Regions from separate parts of the Anser cygnoides genome. Here region 1 is linked to region 2. The links are chromatin contacts, called in public Hi-C maps. All regions are on one chromosome and are shown on one strand. Each heading gives the region's core, a stretch centred on a gene start, on an enhancer-like site or on the middle of the called end of the contact. The rest is flanking DNA. Distances are from core to core; before and after follow the strand shown. Region 1 overlaps LPIN1 (lipin 1). Region 2 has its middle 22 kb from the start of PDIA6.

Region 1 (4,897 bases), core at 710-3,209, 500 kb before region 2:
TATTCCTGTTGCATGTGTTCATTTGAGTTCAAGATGCCTCTTGTTGCTTTGGTGACCAAGGTGTTGGCTAGAAGATATCATAGCAGTTGACAGCTCAGTGTTAATACAAAATATATAGAACATGAAATATCAGATCAAATTCACAGTGTTTATGCATTTTATGTTTGTATTTCTGGTGTATTTCTTTCTCTCTCTTTTTCTGTTTTCTTTCTTTCTTTCTTTCTTTTTCTTTCTTTCTTTCCTTTCTTTCTTTCCTTTCTTTTTTTCCTTTTTCTTTGTTTTCTTTTTCTTATTCTTTTTCTTTGTTTTGTTGCTTCTTTTTCTCCCTTTTTCTTTCTGTCTGTCTTTCTTTCTTAATAACAATCAGAGTTCCTGATAAATCACGTACATGGTTAAATAAATAGGAACATAATAATAGGAATCGCCGCAGGAAAACAGTACGTTTCATTAGCAGAGAAGTCAACAGTGTGTTGCAACAGAGTTGGTAATTGTACAATAGTGCTGCTGCTTTTGCATTCAGTTCCTCTGAAAAACATTGATCAGAGACAGTCCCGTAAAACATTCTTTGTGTGCTGGTGTAACAACCACGGGACTCTCCAGGATCCCTGCCAGCAGTTTAAAAGTACAGTTAATGTTGCAGTTAAGTATTTGATCTTTAGAGTTGTCTAATCTCTGCTCCTGCTTGCATTTGGAAAACAACCCTAAGGAGCTTTCATTCAGTCCTGCAATTAATGGGAAAAAGTAGTATTTATTGAATTATTTTTTGTATATTGTTTAGCATACCCTCTTTTTCAAGGTGACTGCTAGAAAACAGCTTTCCTATTTAGTGTGCTTGGAAATGCAAACTGACCTAAGTGAAAATTGTTTTAAAGCAGACACAATGCATCAAATCTTTCCTTTAACTATGCCAGCATCCGTAGTCATTCTGCTGACCTTAGGGAGCAAAGCTAACACAGAGAAAAGATGACCTTGTGCTTAAGCCAGTGAAATAGGACACAAGGCTATTCCTGTACTGCAAAACTAAACAGAGGCAGGGCGCAGGCGGAGGTGCCGGAGCAGCCTCATCTCTGCCCTGACACTGCTAGACCAGTGCTTGGCCCCAGCCTGCGAACAGCTCCCAGCCTCTCCTGGCACACCAGAGCATTCCCAGCAGGCAGTCGCAATGGGGCCAACCAGTTTGGGGGGACGAAAGAGCTTGATAGCACAGAGGTGACTAGACCATGCCAGGAAGTGTCAAAGGTGGAGGATTGCCCTGTCACTGCTTATCTGGCTTGCAGCTGTGTAGCCAAGTGCTCAGATCTCCTCTGGAGCTACCTGAGCCTTCTTCTAGGCATGTGGACATAGCACGAGCACTGCTGTTGACCTCAGTTCTTCTGTTGTTGACCAGGAATAATGTCCTCCTCAGCTGTTAGAGTAAATTTATTAATGACGCAAAGCAAAATTTGCTTTTTAACTTTTAAAGAGAGGCTTCATAACACTATTTTGGCCAGTTTGGAAGCATTAAGCCAAGCTGTACTTTGCCCAGCTAAATATGAGTAAGACTCAGGTGATGAAAATTTCTTATAGATGATAGAAGATTGAGTAACACAGAAGAAGATTCAGAGATAACATGTTATGATGTGACAACTGCAGAACAATTAGTCTGTACTTTATCCTCTCACTAGAGTGGGGAAAAAAATAATCATCTGGTATAAAAAATTGCAAGGAAAATAAAAAGGTGACAACTGTAAACCATGTCTCTTCAGGAGAGATATGGAAATGCAGTGGGTATGAAATGCAACAGGAAGCATTAAGGCATTAGGAAAACTTTGTAATATCAGGAGCAGGCAAGCTCTGAAATGGATTGCCGGAAGAGGCTTGAGACCTTTCAGAGCAGGGTAAACACATGTCTGTCAGAAATGTTGTAATTCTAGTTTTATTTGTCTTTAGGCATAGAAATGAACGGGATGATCTCTGAGTCTCTTCCAGCTTTGTGTTCTGCTGTTCTGTGATAAACTGACACGATGAGGCTGCATTTTTAGGAGCCCTTTCCTAGCAACGAAATCTCACAGTGGAAAAATTCAGAAGCTCGTGGCAAAAGCCCCGTCACATGAGGTGTGTTTTCAGCCTGACTAAGAAAACAGCGCAGAAATGAGCTGCAGGGAACCGTAGCAGAATAGCCAAGGGCCAGGACTGGTGACCTACAAGGTTCTTCTGTCTCAAACTTGTGACTCAGTTGCATGACATCACCTGGCCATTGATTAACTCATCACACTGATTGCAACAGCTGTTGTAAACAAAGTTGCTCGTTTGTGAATTACTCACCTCATTTAAATCTGGTTCCTGCAGTAATAATGCTTCCTAATGTAGTTAAGTGCATGGTGTATGCGTGCTTCTTTGCTTTCCTGCTAGTACCAGCCAGAAACATCCTATTTCTTCCCCTGAGGGGCATCTGATTTTAAAAAACAATTATAAGACCCACCTCAGGTGCCCGGAGGTGACTTACATTTTCTCTGCATAGCGCAGAGCAGCAGATCTGTTCTTTCACAGATACCCAGAGCTAGTGCCTTTGATAGTGATGTTATCTCCACCATAGGGTCTCTTTCAAACAGCAAAGAGGAAGAAAGGCCTTCTTGTCAGATGAGATGATGATCCTAAATTCAGCACGTGACTGGATTCCTTTATAAATGACCATTTCCTGGTATGGAAAGAAACCCATTTCCTAGTTATCTAGCAGAGTAAGGTTTGACTGACAACATTAAGTTTTGCTGGAGAGGTGTGGCTAGAGTCAGGTGAAGCTTGGGTCATCAAAAACCTCTGTCACAGAATGGGTTGCTGTTGCAGAAAATGTCAGAAACAACCACAGAGAGCTCTGTCAGAAACTGTGTGAGTTGCTAGTCAAAAGGCCTAACCTCGTAGCTTACTAGACTCAAAGAATTACTGTCTATGTTTAACTTCTACAAAAAGGCTACAAAATACAGCTGCTGGTCTGTGGGAGGTCGCATCTGGGGCTACAGCACATGGAGATGAGCACAGCACCATTTATGTACTTTGAAACATGAAAATCATAGTCAGGCTGTATTGTATGAAGCTGAGGAGGCCCAACACGAAACCTGTTCTGTTCTCTCACCTCATCTGTATCATCTCTCTCCAGTCAAAGGAGCCACTATCCTCAAGCATTCTGGTAGCTCCAGGGTCCCATCGAGTTAGAGGCATGCTTACAGGGTGGGAAGACCCCAAATGACTTGGGGCCTTTGTACTTGTCCAGCCCTCAGCGGTGGCCAGGGCAGCTCCTGCAGCGTGAGCATAGGGTTCCCCTGCCCCTGTCACTTCTGAAAATACATATAGCTGCATTTTGCACTACCTCAAATTCCTAAATGATTTTAACCTATGCTGAATGCTTGGTAGTAATCCAGTCTCTAAATTAAATAATAATAATAAGAAGAAAATAAAAAAGTAAGAATATCCATAGCATTTCTGTCCTAGAGCTCCAGGCTCCTTGCTGTGGAAGAGGAACAGCCCCTGCTTGCTCTGACCTCTAGCAGGGCACAGGCTTGGTGGTTTTCAAACCACATTTGAAAGTGACTTTGAGGTAAAGGTAGAAATAGGGACTGGAAGAGTAATACTACACAGCAAGTAAATTATTCACCCCACCACAGGGTTAACACATGAGGCTGCAGTGCCAAGTCTTACAAATGCACCCGTCTGGTACGAATTTCCTGCCTTGCGCCGGATTTGAATTCTTTCTGCTGAGCTCCCTCCCATCTCTTAACCTTACGTTAGTCACTTACAGAGAAAATGATCAGCTATTTATCTCAAATCTTATGACACATCTATAGGCAGCTGGTAGAGACCATTTCCTCATCTCCACCACGCCACTAGAGCGTGTTTGAACACTGCCTCCATTGGCTGGCGAGGTGGCCTCACCACCACACCTCCTGCTTGCTCTTGGCAGATATTTTAATCACTGTAGTTAACACTGCACCTGGGAATGTTCCTCTTAGGCACTACCCCAGGCTACCAAAAGGTGTTTCATGAGGTGATGTTTCCACATCACCCGATCATCACGCCCTCACTCACGGCATCCTTCTTTCCAGACCCGGTGACCTCCCAGCCTACTCCTCCACCGGGCAGCCTCACCATCACACCTGGAAATGGGGGCTACGATGTGCAGCTCACCACCAAACCAGCCAGGAAGCCCACACATTCCTTTCACCAGAGAAGGATTACTATGAGGAGTGGAGCACGACTGCCTTGTCCTCACAATGAGGGGCAGAAAGCTGGCGGATGGGGGAGCTTCAAAATGATGGCATCTGCACTACACATGCCCTTGCATGTTGGTCTTAGCCTTGTGGCTAGCTTTGGGATGTCCAGGCCCTGTTAAGTACAAGGCCAAGGACTTTGGAGCTAGATCTGAAGATCAGCAGAATATGGGGTTTACACCCGTGAAGAGTCTGGAAACATTTGCTTGTGCAAGAAGAATAGAGACCAGACCAAATGTATGCCTGTCCCATTTGCTTTCCTGCTGTGACACCTGGTACGTGCTTAGTCCTGTACACATAGGATCCTCAGGGAGAAAAAGGGCAGGAGCTATTAAGCTATTGGCTTAAATCAGACATATTCTGGTCAAACAGGTACAACAGCAGAGCTCAACCCGGAGAAGTCTTGTTTACAGGCTTGAGAAACTGGGTCTGTGACACATGCTGAACCCCAGGCTCCACAGCACCTAGAAGTAAGCAGGAATAAAAGCTACTGCTGTGTGCCACTCAGATAACGTGGGCACAGGCTGTGTGTGTTTTCACTTGCTAGTAAATTCTGCCATAGGCCACATACAGGCAACTTGCTGAAGCTTGTGGGAGATCTTTCAGAAAGGCTCTAAGAGAACGAGTGTTTCTCTGATCCCATTTATTCTTCAGGT
Region 2 (5,141 bases), core at 1,187-3,686:
ATAAGCCTTATACTATTCATACATAAGGAAACGTGTGTTACAGCAAAATGTACTTAGTCTGAGCCACCAGAATTTAAATTTAACAACATTCGTGTCTTGATGACCACAGGTAAATACCTTTTTTTCTATATAGCATGTAAAAGTATAAGGAATATTAGCTCAGAATGACGTTTAATAACGGATCCATGTTACAGCTCCAGAAGGCAATTTTGTGCATGCAGTTGAATATAAAAAGACTAATGCCATAATTTACTTAACATACAGGACTCCATTTGCAGCACCATTTGTCTGTACTGTATGAGCTTGTGTTTTGTTTCTGAGGTTGACATCAAAGGAGTTGGAAGTAAAATGCTGTAGTGCATTTCTTTCTGCTTTTTCACAGTACTGCTCTGTTCCTATGAAGTTAAGTACTATAAAAATTTTAATCTGATTATAATTAATTATATTATTTTGATTCTAAATGCCGTTATACAAATATTTATATGGAAAAATTCAAAATGAGAATAAACAAAATGGCTGATTTTGTTCAGAATTGAATTTGGTCTCTTTCTGGCAAAATAAATTGATATTTTTCATTTTTTCTTGTTTTTTCCCTTTTGTTTGGGTATTCATTTCATTTTTTTCAATAGAAAAATAGTCTAGTTACAGCCTATTCTAGCTATTTTTGTTAAACATAGATACTCATTTGACTAGATCTAAATAACTTGCTGAACTAAGTAAAAGACCGGAGATTTAAGGAAATTGTCTCCCTGAATTTAATTAGACATGCAGGCTTCCTCTGGAGGTCTTCAGAGACATCCTCCTCTCCACTAAGTGCTTTCTGGGGTGGCTTCACTAGACATCTATGTTTTAGGTGCAATTTAAATGCCCAAATTATACAGGGCACTCAAAGTCCACAGTAACCAAGAGGCCCAGTATTAATAACACGGAAACGTAGTACACCAGTAGAGATGACTGTGTAGCAGCACTTGGCCTCACGCCATGGCATTTTTTGGACCTACTGGTAGAAACGCAGTCTGTATATAATCCTGCGCTGACATTCCTGAAGGGACACTGGTTCATGGGATATCTGCAGATCCAAAACCCATTTTTCTCTTCGTTTTGGAACTGTGTCTGCTGTTTGCAATAGTCATACCTCCCTGGATTTCCATGAATTTCTGCATGAATTCAAAGATTCAAAGTCTGGGTGCCTAGTTGGCACCCTGTGCTTGGCCACTGGAAAGAAAAAAAAAAAGGGGAAAAATAAAAGAAAAAATGAAACAAACAAAAAACAAACAACACACACACACACAAAACCTAAAAAACCCTCCACGCAGCAGGACCTCTAGTTATTGTGCTAATCAAAGCCAGCACTGTCAAAGGACCTGCTGAAAGGAGACTTACGTACACATCAAGCCTGCCCCAATTAAAAAATTGCTCATTGCCTAATTCATTAAACAGTAGGAAGTAGAAACGAAGCTTTAAATTTAGCAGAGATACTACTGCTAATTATTAACCACAGTCTCTCATTAAGCAGTTGTCTGTCATTCTGATGAACAATATGAACAAAAGAGGATAAAATATAATCTACTAATCAAATCGTAATCTAATCATATCCAATCGAACAAGCATGTGGTCATTTTCTCAGAAGATCAACTGGTGGCTTTATCTTGCAATTGCTAATTAAGTGGGGCTTTATGGCTCGAAAATAACATGAATTATTTCCGTATCACATTCCTTACTGTCACAAATAAGGAAGGAAGAGTACTCGGCACTTGAACAGAAAGCACTGCAGCAGGATGTAACTCAGTTTGCTGTCTTTGTGCTCCTTTATATGATAAAGGACAATTATCTTCACAGGAGCAAATCTTGCCACGTGGCTCTGTCTGGACTGTTCTCGCAGCCCTGGAAGTTACTCTGTGTAGATGTTACACAATTCATTGCTCAATGGGCTGGCTTCAAAAGCGAATTTGAGCCACTCTTATCTGCCATACTCATCAAACACAAAAAACCAGATCAATATCCAATTGCTCCATCTACGTAGGTAGCAGGATGTTTCAAAACCTCTCACGGTTGTATTGAGCTCTGTGATTTCTCCCTGTGAACATAGAGGTAAATGCTGTCTTTGTGAACCTCAGGGTAATAGTTGAAGGCAAAGTTTGCACTTATCACCAAAATCAACTCTTTCACAAGGAAATGTAGGGCTTTTTTTTTCTTTTTTCTTTTTCTTTTTCTTTTTTTTTTATTTTTTTATTTTTCTTTTTTTTCTTTTTTTTTTTTTTTCTTTTTTTCTTTTTCTTTTTTCTTTTTTATTTTTTTTTCCCCTCTGTAGGACTTGAATCAAACTGAATCCAATGGATCAGTCTTTTCTGTTGTTATTTCAGTTTTTCTACTTAGCTGTGCAAATCTTAGGTGGTTACTGGGGAAAAATTACACTTTTTGATCGCTGTGAAATCCTGCCTTGGCTCGGCTAAACTCAAAGGATTCCTAGCAAAGGGCATTCAAATTTGGGCTTCCATCTAAACATCTGTTGATGACTGCTGTCTTCCTCTTAAGCCCATTACCACTGTGGAAATGAAATACAGAAAGTCCTAGCACAACAAACCATGCAAGGGTAAAAATGGCAGGATTTAACTGATGCAGTTGTAGATGTTTGAAAGTTAGGTGCCTACATGTGAACTAGTCAGCCATGCTCACTTCCCAGTCAGTTGCAGAGGGTAATTCATTTGACCTTAATTGATATGCAGATATCATCATCATTTGATATGAAGATACCTTAAATTGAGAGAAACTGCTTTCTGGAGGAGCCTGTTTGTGTCCAATGAATATAAAGAGGGTCTCAGTTAGTTTTGACTTAGATAGCCATCTTTCAGGCAGATAACTAAGCAGAGATAAATGCTAACTTGTATCTGCCATTCATGGCATAAAGATAATATCATTTATTGATATCATCCGCAGAATGTAAGAAGTCACCGGTCTGGGTTTCAAGCGTGTACATTATTTTCTAGGATCCCTCCGATCGGGTCCTTGGCACTTGACAGAAGTGAGCTTCACTCGATTGTTTGTTACATTGCAGCACCAGTGAAATTCACCAACATTCGAATCTGGGTTTCACAATATTTTGGAATTTTAACAGGTAGCTTAAAAAAAAAAAAAAATCTATCCTGTACTGTTTTGTTTTACAATTCTGAGCTCACCACAATTCAACATTTCCTGGAGATAATTAAGGGTTATCCTTTTTCTTTGCTCCAGAGGTTCATTTTAAGACAGATCCAAAAAAAAATGTTTAAAAGAGCACTGAAGATGTTCTTTTCCAAAGCAGATTGTTAATTAACCTTCCCCTTTTCAAAGCTTGTTAAAAATTGCACTGCTCTTTATGCTAATTATTCATCTCTTAACCTGCCATTTAATTCTGTGCCCTTGGCCTTGGGATTGAAACCTTCATCCTCCCTTGGCTTGCAGATGGATCAAAGGGCTGGTCCTTCAGTCCTTTATATCTCCCTCCTAGACCTGGCTACCAGGAAGATTCTGAAAGCTTCTATGAGCTGTCAGCATTTTCCCTTGTTACTGCCCCTCTCCTTTATTATCAGTGAACTTCAAATGTTTATTAGTGTATCACCTTAATTTGTATTAGATTTTTTGATCCTAATTACCATAGCAACCTAGTACAAAGCTATCCAAGAGGTAACATATTCACCTTGTCAGGAAAGTTCCATGTAGTTAAAGAACTTAAAATGAAAGAATTTGTCTTCAATTACCTATTACAAAAAGATTAATCTTGGATGTTGCATTCCAAAATTAAGATATTCCTACTCCTTTGCTCTAACCCGTTAGGAGTATGAAAGGCCTTCCTGGTCTTCCTGGTCTGTTTCAATAAAAAGGCAACATCAGCTGTAGAAGACAAGTGAACATGACCCCGTTAAATCTTAAAGTGTGCACACGAAGTCCAGTTTCCTGGAACACACTGGAAACAGTACAACACGGCACCCACGGGAGACTTCCCTTCAAATTTAGTCCTCCACGTCCCTCTGTTAAATGCTTGAAATTGTTCCCCTTGCTGTATGCCCTCTTCATCTGGCACAGCTGAAGCTGGAAGGTCTCGTCACCACTGGATTTATACACGGCCCTGAAGAAACAGTGCAGCCTGACCACATTAGCTTGCGATTGACTTTACGATGCTGCCCACAGCCTTGGGAAGTAGCTTCTTTTTGTCTTTGATGGTCAATAGATAATGGGATATTTAACTATGTTTTCCATTTAGCCTGAAAGTGTTACCACAGTTCTTCAGCTTTCATAACTTTTCAATAAAATCGTATTTGACTTAAATAGGCAGTCTTTCGGACATTTCACAGGACCCCAGAGCACTGAGGTGGGCAGGGACCTGAGGAGGCCCCGGCCCAGCCCCTGCTCCAGCAGGGCCACCCAGAGCAGGGTGCCCAGCACCACGTCCAGGCGGCTTCTGAAGGCCTCCAAGGAGGAAGACTAAAAGACAGTCATCCTGACTTTCTGCTTGGCCTCGGTGGCCCTACTTATAATTTAACACAATAACCACTGGGTTTTTGCTCATAAAGGAAGGCAATTACCTGGACAAATGTGGCTGTCCCTCCATCTGAAATAGCTGCTCGTGCTGCTGTAGCCAAGGGAGAGGCACGCAGAAGTTCTGTGCTGTGATTCACCAGATATACTTTAGGCATCTGCATTAAGATGATATGAATCACATCTCAAAACTGCCTGTTTCTCACCACAGAGCTGAGAGTTGCTTAAATGTGATTTAAATGTATATTTGTAGGCATCTACGCTTGGCCAGACGAAAGCCTTGTAGAGGTAACATCTACACTAATGATGTAAGTAGTGTTGGGGCCCCTTTTCTGGGCCTGCAGCCAACCAGTGTGAGTGGACCAAGTAAATGCTCTCTGAGCCTCCAGGAAAGGCTGGTGATGTACAAAATGCCCACTGGAAAAAGTCCCCAGCCTGCGATTGCTCCTCAGTTGCTCTCCTGAGTGGTTTGGGGGATTGCTAGCTGTATGGGACCAAAACCATGTCAAGGGCTTTTCTAGCAAGTTAACAGTACGGACAATCAAGTTCCCAGTCCTTGGTCCACCTCTTGGCACTCTTTAATTTACTTGATGTACCCTGAGTGTCCCAGTCAGTCTTTTACACAA

What was found. A called contact is a pair of places that touch in the nucleus more often than the background predicts.
Region 1: a contact with region 2 is called in a Hi-C map of liver, with 2.8 times the contacts expected there. The contact joins two enhancer-like sites. A contact is called at or near these places in 2 of 7 Hi-C or Micro-C datasets (both in liver).

Annotation. Positions count from the first base shown.
Region 1 is chr3:107,894,088-107,898,984 of Taihu_goose_T2T_genome, reverse strand. All of the region lies in intron 1 of LPIN1 (lipin 1), which reads right to left. Among named protein-coding and RNA genes, the nearest start is that of LPIN1, 16 kb to the right of the region's middle. Within about 2 kb of position 1,959, at least 3 of the 3 cell types and tissues checked have open chromatin away from gene starts, as enhancers often do. A contact at or near this core is called in liver, where this site is marked.
Region 2 is chr3:107,391,761-107,396,901 of Taihu_goose_T2T_genome, reverse strand. No RefSeq gene overlaps it. Among named protein-coding and RNA genes, the nearest start is that of PDIA6, 22 kb to the right of the region's middle. Within about 2 kb of position 2,436, at least 2 of the 3 cell types and tissues checked have open chromatin away from gene starts, as enhancers often do. A contact at or near this core is called in liver, where this site is marked.